2 separate regions of the Sus scrofa genome follow, and region 1 is linked to region 2. The links are chromatin contacts, called in public HiChIP or PLAC-seq maps. All regions are on one chromosome and are shown on one strand. Each heading gives the region's core, a stretch centred on a gene start, on an enhancer-like site or on the middle of the called end of the contact. The rest is flanking DNA. Distances are from core to core; before and after follow the strand shown. Region 1 holds the start of LOC110256814 (vegetative cell wall protein gp1-like). Region 2 has its middle 34 kb from the start of CRYBB2.

Region 1 (3,656 bases), core at 1,137-3,636, 66 kb before region 2:
CAAAATGAAAGCCAGTTGAGATAAATTCAAAACAAATTAGAATCTCTGGAGGAGGTTTCAACGGCCTAATTCAAGAGCCCATTTAAAAAGGGGGGGGGGGGGCAAGCAACAGAATAACACTTACTAAAGGAGACCTGCTTCCTAAAATTACTGGCTTGTTGATATGTCTCAGTTCTAAAATGTCATGAGAAATCTGCTTGCCATCACTAATTCTGCCGTAAAAGAAAGCATTACCAAAGAATGCTACCGAAAACAAAAGCCTTCATACAAGGAAGTAAAAATGGTAAGCACACAAGTATGTTTTAAGAGGGACACTAAAAAAGCAGAAGTCACAGTCAGTTCAGAACACCAAGAAAAAAAAATGAACAGAAGTTCCTAATTTTAGTAATATTATATATCCTCTCCCCTAAAAAAAACTGTCCATGAGTTAAGATTTGTTGATTTTACATATAGACACTTTATATATTTAGAGCTCCCTGCCCTTAAGGAAGAAAAGAAAAGGAGAAAAAGAAATTAAGCATTACATACGACATTATAGAAATGTAAGTTTTTTTTTTAATGAAATTCAGATTTCATTTGGGGGTTCCTGTTTTAGTTTTTCATTTGCCAGAAATTTTAAAAGGCACTGATTTTCAATGAACTTCAGATATAGTTCAAAGTCTGGTATAGTAGTGTTGATTTCACAACACTCCAAAAGGTCTCCACTCTTTCTTGACTTTCCCTGCTTGGTTTTGCTCATCACAGCATACTCCCTACAAATCTATAAGATGCAGGGGCTATGAAAGGCAAGCTGACCAAAAACATCCAGCAAGCATGTATTCATGTACACCATTTGACTTTTCACAACAAATAATGCAAAGGGACTGATATTTTCTAGATCCTGGCTCTCGGGCTCATGGACTTGTAAAAATAATCTGATGATCACTCAGCATCATTACAAGAAAGAGTTTTTTTTTCTTATGTCAAAGATAACACTGAAGCAATTCTGGATGTGTAGCCCTTGAAGGACTGATGCTTTCAAAACAGAGAATAGTTTTTGGTTTAGATTCCAATATTTCACAAAAATGCCATGGTCTCAAACTCACCACAAAGGAGATGCCTCTTTTTATCAACTCCACCAAGAGCTCTTTAGCATCAAGAAGCCACATACTCCGTACAACTCATAATAGTGTCAATTAGGAAAAAATCCAACCCTAATCCTTGGGCACACTATTTGAAACTCACTATTAATCCGATGTGTGATCTTTTCTGGGGTGGTGCTAATGATATGAACTAATCATGTCTTTTTACTACTTCATCAATAATAAATCATTTTTGAGCTAAAATGACAACTTGGTATGGACCTCACCCGAGCCCCTTGCAATCCAATCAGGCCCTTCTTTGGTAATTTAAACAACAAATTCTTTCTAAAATCACTCATTCAACGTGCATTTTTAAGTGAGCCCCGTTTCCACCTTTTTACAAAGTGTCCGCTTGCAAGTTGAGGAAAGCCGCTCAAGAGACCCAAAATATAAAAAAACCTGGTGGGTGGGAATCCACTCCCTGTTGCCTGGGGGCACAAAAGAGAAAAGGGATGCAGGGAGCTGACTGGACTGGTGGACCTCAAGGGGAGCAAGCACAGAAAATAGCAACTGAAGTACGCGGAGTAAACGGCAAACCGCCTGCACTCCCCAGCTCGGGCACCCAGAGGGAGCTGAAGAGAGAACGGAGTTGCAAAGGGGAACAGCAGGACGAACCAGGGAAGGAACGACCAGGATGGAACACTAGGGAAAGACGGGCATGGGGCAAGCAGAGATGGGGCAGGCGGGGGACCATATGTTGGGGCTAGAGGGGAGAAAAGGGATGACAGTGGGATAGGGATAAGGATGGGGCTGGAAGGACAAGCCTGGGGGAGGAGGAAACCACAGCAATGAAACAGGGAGAACCACAGGGATGGGACTGGACCGAGAGACTGGGATGGGACAGGAAGGGGGGAAAGAGATGGAGCTCGTCCAGCGAAGTCACAACCACATCATAGCAACCCCTCGCTGGGGCGCTCGCGGTGCGCTGCACACGCCGCGCCGGGCGCTTTATCCCGGAGTCCGCCCGACAGCCCTCCGATGCCCCATTTCAGAGGCGGGAACGGCGAGGCCAACCCCGTAGCGCCCGCTCCCCGAGGTCGCCGGCCGGGGGACAGCAGCGCCTGAGCGCCCGACCCTCCCGGACACAGGGGGTCGCTGGCGGCCGCAGGGGGGCGGATACGAAGGGGTCGGCGCGGGCCCGGGAAGCCGGTACCTGGGCTCGGGCAGGACGATCTTCTTGCTGGCACGGGCAGCCGGGGTCGCCTTGCTCTTCTCCATCGCCATCAAGTAGCTGACATCGGCCAGCACGGCCTCCAGGTCCGCCATGTTGGCGAGCGGCGGCGGCGGCGGCGGCGGCGGCTCCTCGGGACCCGGACGGGACGCGCTCCCGCCGCCGCCGCCCGCCTCGCCCCGACGTGGGGGGCCGCCCCGGGGCAGCCCCCCCGCGCGCGCTCCCGCGCGCCGCGCGCCCCCCCGCGCGCCTCCGCCCGCCGCGCGCCCCGTGTCCGGCTCAGCGCCCCGCAGCCTGGTGCCCGCCCCGCCTCCTGCGCGCGCCGCTCGCAGCCCCGCGCACGCGCCGCCGCCCCCGCCCCTTCCGTGAGGGTCGGCAGGGAGCGCGCGCCCCTCGGCCAGTGCCCCCAGGCCCCCGGGCTGAGCAGCCTGGCCTGGCCCTGCCCACCCTTCGCCGCCTGACCCAGTCCCTGTAGGCACCGTTCCGCCCTCCCCTCAGAGTGGCCACGGGGGACTTCCTCTCCTCCTCCTCTCTCTTCTCCCGACTTCCCGCCCGCCGCTCCCGCCGCTCTCACGCCCCCTCTCCCCTGGGACCTCTGCGAGCCCGGGGCGCCCCGGACCCGACGCCTACCACCCAAGGGAGGTCTCTGTGCCCCGGAGACGTCAGTTCTCAAACTGGACAGTGTCCATCAGCATCCTCCAGGAGGTCTGGGGTGGCCCCAGAAATGCATGTGCCCACCTGTCCCGCCCAGGTGCTGCTGAAGCCGTGGTCCCGGTCACCCTTGAACAGCGCTCCGCAGACCGGCCCCTAAGCCTCAGTTCTGACCCTGAAAACCGCCCCTCCGCCCCCGGGCCCCGGCCCCCAGCCCCGTAAACTCAGAAAAGAGAAATCTAACAGCTGGAATAGGGTACTTGTCTCAAGCTAAGCAGGGCAAAATGAGGTGAGAGCTCCCTCGTGGGAGCGGAGCTGCCCTTAGGAGCCCACTGGTGGATGAGCTGTCTGCCCAAGGGTGGTCTCTGCTCCCTTGCCCGCAAAGGTTTGAGTTTAGATGTTAAAATGTTCCCTGAGAACTAGAATTATTCTTGCTCTTGTGGTTTTACCATCAATTCAAGAAACAATTAGGGGAGCCCTACTGTGAGCACAGATCCACCACAAGGGTGATATAGGGAAGTAGAAGAGGTGGAGGCCAAACACCCAGGCAGGAGGGAATTTCCAGCTTCCTGATCCTCAGTCTGGAGTGGGTGTCTGGAGTCACCACTGCCCCTGTGGGCCTGGGGTTTTCATTTACTTCTTATTTTTTTCACAGTGGTACACACAAGTCCACAGTCAGAACCATCACTCCTGCCAGAGTGATGTTAAGGGGT
Region 2 (3,801 bases), core at 960-3,459:
TCGCCTTCCTCATTGGCCAGTTTGGTGGAGGCCCCTTAGAATCTGGTAGAGCTATAGCAGAGAAGGTATCTGGGTTTCTGAAGGACTGAAAGGAAGAGAACTCCACCACAGCAGACTAGATGTGAAGGAGAAACAAATCTTAATAGTTTGAGCTCCTGAAGTTTAGGACTGTTTGTTACAGCAGCATTTCATTAGCCTTCACCGCATCAGAAACCATCCTCAGTGCCCCTGAAAACAACATCTTGTGTCTCATGAGTCTTTGGATTGCTTCTGAATTTCTTCTGCCAGCTTTGCCTGGTCTCATTCACTTGGCTACCTTTGGTTGGGGCCTTAGCCAGGCTGGAGGGTCTGAGAGGGCCCTACTCGGTGTCTGGCAGTTGATGCTGTCTCTCTAATGGGTCACCTCTGACTTCCTCCATGTGGCTCTAGGAGGTGAGTCTGAACAGCCTCGTGGGCCCAAAGTTCTCACAGGACAAGAGACACTGCAGTGCCCTGTGAGACCTCGCCTCAAAGGCACACAGTGTCACTAGTGCCACATTTTGTTGGTCAAAGCAAGTCCTAGATCCTAGAGGGTGGAGAAAGAGGTTCCCCTTCTTGAGGTGATGAGCAACAACGGCACCTTGCAAAGGGAGGGTGGAGCCAGACAGGCAGGCCCCTATGATCTTTATTTTATTTTTTGTATTTTCTAGGGCCGCACCTGTGGCATATGGCAGTTCCCAGGTTAGGGGTCTAATTAGAGCTATAGCTGCCGGCCTACACCATAGCCACAGCAACGCAGGATCCGAGCCATGTCTGTGACCTACACCATAGCTCACGGCAATGCGGGATCCTTAACCCACTGAGCAAGGCCAGGGATCGAACCCACAACCTCATGGTTCCTAGTCGGATTCATTAACCACTGGCCGTGATGGGAACTCCCTGGTCTTTATTATTATGTTGGTCTACCCCAAGGAGTTAACATCACACGAGCTATATGGCTGGTTTGTACCCACCTTCCCACTCCCATCCTTGTCCCAGCCCCACAGAACGCTTATTTCTACAGAATTCTCAGATACCCACATTTGGCGGCCAACAGTGAGAACTGAATCTCAGCAGGACACAGCTGCATTGACAGAGCTCGTGAGTGAAGGGAACTGCCCTCCCGGGCTTGGCTTGAGGCCCAGAGCTCAGAGGAAAGGTCACCCACTCCCGCTGGCAGGAGGTCTGAGTCAAATAGCTGTTAAACCAAACAAACTAATACCCACCTCTACCGCTGCCCACGCAGATGTGACCGATTCTTTCCTTGAGAGAAAAGACTTCTCTTTGTCATTTGCCACTCTGACCTCTGCAGCATGGAAACTAAAAATAATACCCACAAGGAGAGTCCTGTATGCTTATTCTATTGTTCTTTACAGTCACAGCAGCTTGTGTCATGGACACCAGGATGAGGCAGGGAGGAGCACTTGGAACGTGGGCAGATGAGTCGTGGGTCTTCAGAAACCAAAGCTTGCATTCATTTTATAAATCCATCCATCCATCCACCCATCCATCCATCCACCCAACTATCTATCCATCCATCCATTCATCCATCTATCCACCCACTCACTCATCCATCTACTCATTTATCCATCCATCCACCCATCTACCTATTCACCCATCCATCCATTCATCTATTCAATATTTATTGCATGCCTTATCTGTGTCCAGCACCATACTAGGAATTCATTGGTAAACTCCACCCTCATGGAGTTCCCAGTCCAGAGATGGATTTAGACAATAACCAAATAATCAAAGCAGTAAGTAGTCGAATTGCTTTTTGAATAGGTATATGAAGCCACCACCCAGGGGATGCAATTTGAGTGCCTCTACTGGATCAGGCACTGCCATAAGCAGGGGATGATTATTTTCTAATTTAATTCTCATTACTACTTTATGAGGTTGTTACTATTAATATTCCTGTTTCACAGAATTGCAAGCAGAGACTCAGAGGGTAAGGTGACTCGCCCAAGGTCACAGAGCTGCCAAGTGGCAGAACTGAGATTGGAACCCAAGTGTGTCCACTGGTCATGGCAGAGCATCACAATGGGGAATCTCTGCATCCAGGGCCTTCTGCCCCCATTTGTTCTGGGCCTTGTAGCCACATCAAGGCCAAGGCACATGGGGTCTCCCCACACGGTCACCCTCTTTGCACCTGCTCTCGGTCTGATGACTCATGTCTCTGGGAATGGGATAAACATTAACCCAGTTTGTCTCCACCAGGCCCCAGGACAGCCACGCCTCCTGCTGGGCTTCTTCCTCACCTCCCAGGAAATCACAGCCATCAGCTCGGGCCCGCATGGCCATCAGCCACAGAGTCTCAGAAAAGGTCTTTGGGGATATAAACAGAGATGGCACTCAGAACAAAGGAAGCGTGGCTGTTACCAGGGTTCTTCAAGACCATCTGACTGCTGTCCTACTTCAAGTGTCCACACTGCCACAGGCTGGCGGTGTGCCCCCAAGCAAATTCTGCCTCTCTCTAGACCTCTGTTCCCTGCTGCTGCTAGGTTTGGTGCCTGTTGAATTCATCCATCCAGATGTTTTTGAAAACCTACCACATACCAGGTTTCACGATAGGCCCTGGGAAGTGACTCAGCACAGAGTTACAGTTACAAGAGAGAAAGTAAAAGGTGCCTTGGGAATGTAAAACCGGCTGGCTTGACCTAGATTAAAGGCCCTGGGGAAGTGACATTTCGGCTGAGACTTAAAGGATGGATAGATGATAATTTGGTAAAGATACAGAAAAGAGAATTCTAGGCAGAGAAACCAGCATCTGCAAAGTTCCCAATGTGGAGGAAAGTCATGGACCTGGGGAGCTGCCAGAATGGCTGGATCCTGGGGTGAGGGGAGGACAGTGCAGGAAAAGCACAAGGAGGTCGGGAGGTTTTGGAGACAACACTGGGATTGGGGTCCTTGAGAAAAGGGAGATGTGGGAACACTGAATTCCAGGGGTGGGAGCATAGGCCACGTATTCATGAAACAGGCTTCGTCGGCTCACGGAGGGAGGTCGGGTGGAACACTGGGGCTTCAGAAACAATCTTGACCTATTTCAAAATATTGCCAGTTCTGTAAGAGTTAGTTCTGTAGGAGCGTATGGGTTAACAGCTTTAACTGGAACCTGGGAATTCTCATAATGGGAGAGCAGAGCTCAGAGCTTCATATGAGCAACTGCATAATTTATTTAGCCCTTTCCCATTGGTTCGAGGATCCTCTAGACCCTAGGACTTGACCTGTAGTTAGAGCTCTATCTATTGCAGATAGCAGAGAACCTGACCTGAGAAAAGGGGATTTCCTGGAGCCTGTGTTTAAACAGCCAGAGGAAGACCTTCAGGTGTGGCTTGATCTAGGGGCTCACATGCTATCACTGGGATCCACTATCTCTTTCTTCATTTTTCAGCTCTACTTCCTTGGGGTTGGCTCTGCCTGTAGACCCTTCATCAAAAACAATGTTGGCAGCTCTGCATTCCATTCCTCATGCCCTCCAAGAGCATCAAAAAAGACATCCTAGGCTCTTCTCAGGACTGCAAGTCATGTGACAAACTCTGATTTGGGAGCATCCCTAGACCAATCAGCAGCTGGAGAGATAGGATCTGCTAACTGGCTCAACTTAGGTCACATGCTCCACCTTGGCATCCAGGGGGTGGAGTCAGCTTCCTTAAAAGCCCGGAGAATGAAGGTAAGGAGTGCCCCACCCTGGCAAAACTGAGGCCCTTAAAATGGGGAGGTGGGTAGTAAGCTGGGTGAAGGGAACAACCACATTCAGCACACGGAGGGGCCCGCAATTCT

Evidence for each region. HiChIP or PLAC-seq counts read pairs in DNA pulled down with a chosen protein or histone mark.
Region 1: an H3K27ac HiChIP or PLAC-seq map of skeletal muscle shows a contact between it and region 2. The contact joins the promoter of LOC110256814 here to the enhancer-like site in region 2. A contact is called at or near these places in 2 of 2 datasets of contacts at active chromatin or transcription factors (alveolar macrophages and skeletal muscle).

What each region holds. Positions count from the first base shown.
Region 1 is chr14:43,304,104-43,307,759 of Sscrofa11.1, reverse strand. LOC110256814 (vegetative cell wall protein gp1-like) reads left to right here and starts at 2,386. Exons shown (of 2, transcript XM_021073681.1): 1 at 2,386-2,657; 2 at 2,791-3,103. The coding sequence starts at 2,386. The coding sequence ends at 3,103. GRK3 (beta-adrenergic receptor kinase 2) reads right to left here and starts at 2,505. Exons shown (of 21, transcript XM_001924379.7): 1 at 2,275-2,505. The coding sequence starts at 2,387.
Region 2 is chr14:43,238,094-43,241,894 of Sscrofa11.1, reverse strand. No RefSeq gene overlaps it. Among named protein-coding and RNA genes, the nearest start is that of CRYBB2, 34 kb to the right of the region's middle. Within about 2 kb of position 2,209, at least 12 of the 83 cell types and tissues checked have an H3K27ac peak or open chromatin away from gene starts, as enhancers often do. A contact at or near this core is called in skeletal muscle, where this site is marked.